Regions from separate parts of the Xenopus laevis genome. Here region 1 is linked to region 2. The links are chromatin contacts, called in public Hi-C maps. All regions are on one chromosome and are shown on one strand. The core of a region is the stretch at or near the end of the contact, and the rest is flanking DNA. Distances in the headings are between cores, read along the strand shown.

Region 1 (3,102 bases), core at 16-2,515, 64 kb after region 2:
GTGTCGGAAGTGGTCGCTAAAACAAAAGCTATATTAATTTAGCACAAAGCAAAATTTGTTCGCCCAGAGGCATAACTTTTATTACATTCCCCCGAGTATGTTAGCAAATTTGACTGCTAAAATATTCAGGGGGGTCGCCTGTGAATGCAGTACTTGAATTTTTTTTAGGAAGCTATCAGCAATAGTTCTCTGCAGTTTGTTATCTGCATTTTTCTAGAAAAAGCTTCTGGTTGATATCATTTTTTAATGACATATAACTGCCCACAAATTCATTAGACACGGCAAAAAACAAAGCACAGAGCCATTTAGAGATTGAAAAAAAAAGAAACATTTGCTTTAGTTATACGACAGCTGAGAGGCTGACCTTGGATATCCCTGTTCTGAATAAAGGAGCACAGTTGGTAGACTGAGTCTTAGTTGTGTTGGGCCAGTTGGAAGATACAATTCGCTATCATATAAAATTGAAAACAGAACTTGCTTCATTGATTTTTCTTCAAAAACAAAAGTAACCATTGCAGCCCAGGTTTAATTCTCAGATGCATGCATTATGTCAAATTCATTTGATTATTTATTGAAAATGTGTTTTCTGCATACTATATATAACCATACAAGTGTCCTGCTATGTAGGGCTGTATTTACTATATAGTTACCTGTGGGCCCCTGACTAGCGTGTCAGCGTTAGGGAGGCGGTTGCCTACTAGGTGGCTGTATGGGATAAAACACCTTTTTTGCCAATTCACCCTCACTGGATTTTAAACACAAGTATCTGATGGGAGGCTGGAGGCAATGTTTTTCTTCTAGAGTTTAGTGTTTTCCTTTTGTTTTAGCTTTTCCAGCTGAGGAAGAGGGGAGTACACTGCTCTTCTGCATTTGACTCTTGCACAGGATAGTCTTATACTAAACAGTACATGTTTTTTTGGGGGAGGGGTCTACACCCCTCTTTGACAGGTTTGGTGAAGCCTCCCTCATTCGGATGTTTCATACTTCTCACATCCAATATACGCTGGAGTAATTATTATTTTGGAGACATTTATGTTGCTTGGGGATAACAGATATGACCAGAAAATGACAAAAATTTGCTTTTGGGATTTTGAAGGGTTATTGTACTCTAATGGCTAATATTTTCAGAATGGGTATGTGCTTATACTGTGCCAGGAGACCAGTGTGAATTATATAGTGTTTGCTGAAGAGGTTAAATTCATCGCCCTACCCTAAATCTTGTCAGTCAGCTGGCTTGGGGAGGGGTGTAGATAGAGATCTGTAAAGTTTTTTTGAGGCACACAGCTGCTCTGATTTAATTCCAAGGGGTCTGTATGTAGAATGGATCTGCAGCCATTCCTGTCTCCCCTCCGACATGACACCCATGGATGATGTGTGGTTTTATCTGCTAAACCTAGCACGAAGGGGCTTGGAAAGCAAGAGGGTGTCTGGGATCAGCAAAGAGGTATAAAATAGTCAAATGCTCTCAAGGAGTCAGACTGTATCATATCAAATGAAGACAAATGTTTTTTGTATGCTCTTTATTGCCAGAGAAATATAAAATGTGGTAATCGGGTTGCAATCAGTATTATTTTCACTTTAAATGAAAATGTCTATTAGTGGCTTCTGGCAGTTTCATTGGAATCTTGTAAACAGAGCAGTCCACATCCCTCATATTAGCACATCATTAATCATTTGTTTTTGGACACATTTCTTTTATTAGATCTTTTAAAATGTGTACAAAAGGTGACTTTCCTGCAGCTATAAACAATGCCTGTAATAGGACCATGTGATTTGTTTTTTTAATGGAGCCTGGTACATGGTCAGTAGTTAGATTCAGCACATGCTACTGATCCTGATGCAGGAGGCCCTTTCCTGTAGTGGTTGTCAGATTTTTTGTAGTAAACAAATTTACACATCTAGAATATAGAAATTGAAAAAAATAATTAAACAAAAAATGTATTGCATTTAATTTTTTCAGAAGTTGGCTCTTAAGTCACATGACTTAAAAGTTTCAAATTTGGTTTGGTGAACAGATTTTGATCAAATCATGCAACTAGTGGCTGCATCCTGGATTCAGTACATACCTATTTTTGTTTTTGGCTGTGTTAAATTGCTAAGTAAAACCAAGTAAGTATTTTTCAATTGTAATCATAATTGAACTTTATTTCCTATAATTCCAGTATAATTGCATCTGGCACGTCAGTGAATTGAACATATTTGAGTATAATTGTCCCTACTTTATAAGTTGCTGAACTTCAGTTGCTTGCAGTGCAAGTCAGGCAACATTAAGTGGCTATAGGAGCAGCAGTTTTGATTACAGGGTTTTCTTGCATAAATTTGCTCTGTACATAATGCCCTAAGGTGTACACAGCCCACAATTTGATAAGTTGTTTGTGCATCTGCTCCTAATAAAATAAATGAGCCAGTTACCTAACTACCCTCTTCCTCTTGCAGACAAGTGGTTTCCTTACCGTGTTTGCTGCGGCATGATCTCTGGCAGGTCCCGAGGGGTAGTGGGTCCGGGTGCAATTGCACCCCTGCTCTCCCGGTAGTTACACCACTGAAATGATCTTTATGTTATGGGTACACCAAATACAGGATTTCATCTGGCATTCATCTGAATTACAGCACATTTTGCAGGATTCAGATTTAGCCAACTCCTTAGTCTGGATTCAGTTCAGCGGAACACTTACCCCCATGAATTTTGGAAGGCACTACTTGTGCCCAGGTGTATTAACTCACAGCAACCAATAAAAGGATCAATTTTTAACAGGTAGTCATTAAATAATATATGCTGATTTGTTTGCAATACATTGATGCACCTGGGCTGACTTTGTGTCTTTTAATCTCATCCAGACGTGCGTTGTAGCCTGCACGCTCTGGTTTTAAAGCATTCAGAAGAAATGCAGATTATAAATTTAAATGGGCAGCATGTTCAACCCTCATTTGGCACTTGCATGCATCTGTGTCAGTACTTGACCATTAAGGAAGAGTTGGTTGCTTTCATTCTTGCACTTGCCTGTAGATGAGCACTTTAAAATGGAGCACAGGTTAAAGCACTCGTCTGAACAAGCCCTTAGTTGTTTTACTTCAAAGCTCTGGACAAGTGAAATAAACATG
Region 2 (2,869 bases), core at 325-2,824:
GGGGGAAGGAGCATGCTCAGAAGCATGCCAAATGTAAGACTCAGCAGGGGAAGAGGGTCCCCTACTAGGGGTAGGCAAAATAAGAGGTATTTGCTTGGCACCCCCAATTTGTTGCACCCTAGGCACCTACCTCTTTTGCCTACCCCTATTTCTGGCCCTGATATGGAACACAGGTGAACCTTTGAACTCAGTTTATTAAGGAATTATCAAGAATAAATAGTTACAGGAAGAATAAAGATTACAGGAAGACTATTTCCCATAGAGCCAATTTTAAGCAAATACAGATATAGGCTCTATTAACATATGAAGTGGAAAGAGGGGGGGATTGGCCGCTCCAGACTCACCTCCTGTGTGTATAATTAATACAGCTCCATTCTGCTCTATCGGGTGCTCAACCACCAGTGCTCTCACTGTAATCAGACTTGCAAAAAAATTGGAAAGGCGGCACTCCGATTAAAAAGAAAGAGGTGGTTTATTTCAACAGGTCAGAGACTGACATCGCCTGACGCGTTTTGGGAGCAACTCCCTTAATTATAGCCTATGATTAAGGGAGTTGCTCCCGAAACGCGTCAGGCGGCACTCCGATTATAAAGAAAAAGGTGGTTTATAGGCTCTATTTTCCAGAATTCTTGGGACCTGTGGTTTCCAGCTAAGGAATCTTTCCATAACCATATCTGAAGTCTGCTTAAAATGATTTAAACGTTAAAAAAAACCAATAGGATTGTTTTGACACCAATATGGATTTATGCAGCTTAGTTAATATGAAGTTCAAGGGATTACTTTATTATCACAGAAATAAGGGAAATAATGTAGCTCACCTGGAGGGCAACCACAGACTATATAATCCTTCCTGGGGGGCTGTGCTCCCCAGGTACTAAAGACAACCATGTTTCCAGTCCCAGTTCAAAAATTGTCATTGCTGCATAAAGTCAGTTAATTTGCATTTTGGGAATTAGAGCCACAGTACTCCATACAATATGTTTGTGGTTTGTTTCTAAACAGCCATAGCAATGTTTCCAAGGACTCATCCTCATATTAGGTAAACAAAGCTGCTTGTACACGTGCATCTATCATGGGAACACAGTTGTAAGGGGCCCTTCCACCCAGAATCGTATTCTGATCATATATGTATTGTTAGAGTAGTGCAAGATCTTTGTTCCTTTCTTTGCATCAAAAGAGACTTCCAAATGAAGGCTAGGTTACAGAGGGATCTTCGATGAGACCATGATCTTCCATGAGAGGCAGGTTTAATGATGACAGACCAAGGATTAGACACAGGTAAAAAACACCCCCCCCCACACACACACACACACAAACAAACACACCCAATTGCCAATTGTCTTTCAAAAATGAATGCCATTTTCAAATGCTGGTGCTTTTCATTTTGTTGAGCACTGTGCTACCAAAAACTTCCCACTAGATGGCGAGATGAGTCCAGGATACACCTATTGTAAGGAAATACCCATATGATAACATGATTTAGCCTTTTGCTAGGAAGAAACTACTCCCATGGGCTTATTTGGAAATCAGCTTAAAGGAACAGTAACACCAGTGATCCCCAATCAATAGCTCGCTAGCAACATGTTGCTCACCAACCCCTTGGATGTTGCTCCCAGTGCCTCAAAGCATGTGCTTATTTTTGAATTCCAGGCTTGGAGGCAAGATTTGGTTGCATAAAAAACAGGTGTACTACCAAACAGAGCCACTTGTAGGCTGCCAGTCCACATAGGGGCCACCAAATAGCCAATTACAGCCCTTATTTTGGCACCCCAGGAAGTTTTTGCATGCCTGTGTTGCTCCCCAACTCTTTTTATTTTTGAATGTGGCTCACGGGTAAAGAAGTTTGGGGACCCCTGAGTAACACCAACAACTGAAAGTGTATTCAATTATTTAAAATATAATGCAGTGTTGGCCTGCACTGGTAAAACTGGTGTGTTTGCTTCAGCAACTGTACTATAGTATATATCAGTGGTCCCCAACCAGTAGCTCGCGAGCAACATGTTGCTCACCAACCCCTTGGATGTTGCTCCAGTGGCGCCAAAGCAGGAGCTTATTTTTGAATTCCAGGCTTGGAGGCAAGTTTTTGTTGCATAAAAATCAGGTGTACTGCCAAACAGAGCCTCTTGTAGGCTACCAGACCACATAGGGGCTACCAAACAGCCAATAATAGCCCTTATTTGACATCCCCATAGACAAACGTTTCCATGCTTGTGTTGCTCTCCAACTCATTTTTACATTTATATGTGGCTCACGAGTTAAAAAGGTTGGGGACCCCTGGTATATATAAACAAGCTGCTGGGTAGCTGTGGGGGCAGCCATTCAAAGTTGAAAAATAAGAAAAGGCACAGGTTACGCAGCTAATAAGCCCTGTAGTATACAATGCGATTCTACATAGCTTATCTGTTATCTGTTATTTGTCATGTGCTTGAATAGCTGCCCCGTGGCTACAAAGCAGCTTGTTTATATAAACTATAATAGTCTTTTTGAAGCAAACAACCCAGTTTTACCAGTGCAGGGCAACACTTCATTATTTATTCATTACTTAAAACACTTTGATGTTACATAATGACACACAAGACAATTAGTTGCTGCGTTTTTTAAAACTGGATTAAAATCCCTATTGTATGGATTTTACGGCTACTCGCTCAAAAAAAAAAGGTCTGGCAGCGACTTTGAGAAACAGCAGCTTGAAATAGCACTGTGTATTTTTCTTGTGGTTACTTGTATCTCTTTGGATGGGAGGGAAACTGTGGCGATCAGTCGCTGCGAGTTTTAAAAACCCAGATCGCAGCAACTGATCGCCAAAGTTTCCCTCCCATCCAAAGAAATACAAGCCAACATGGATAAAATACACAGTGCTATTCTGGAG

The links. Hi-C and Micro-C count contacts between places; a contact is called where the count stands out from the background.
Region 1: a contact with region 2 is called in a Hi-C map of the XL177 cell line, with 1.9 times the contacts expected there. The contact joins the promoter of phldb1.S here to the enhancer-like site in region 2. A contact is called at or near these places in 2 of 4 Hi-C or Micro-C datasets (the XL177 cell line and the XTC cell line).

What each region holds. Positions count from the first base shown.
Region 1 is chr7S:70,153,497-70,156,598 of Xenopus_laevis_v10.1, forward strand. It overlaps phldb1.S (pleckstrin homology-like domain, family B, member 1 S homeolog), which reads left to right and starts at 1,266. Exons shown (of 15, transcript NM_001096127.2): 1 at 1,266-1,444. The coding sequence starts at 1,355.
Region 2 is chr7S:70,089,402-70,092,270 of Xenopus_laevis_v10.1, forward strand. No RefSeq gene overlaps it. Among protein-coding and RNA genes, the nearest start is that of h2ax.2.S, 17 kb to the left of the region's middle. Within about 2 kb of position 1,575, at least 1 of the 7 cell types and tissues checked has an H3K27ac peak or open chromatin away from gene starts, as enhancers often do.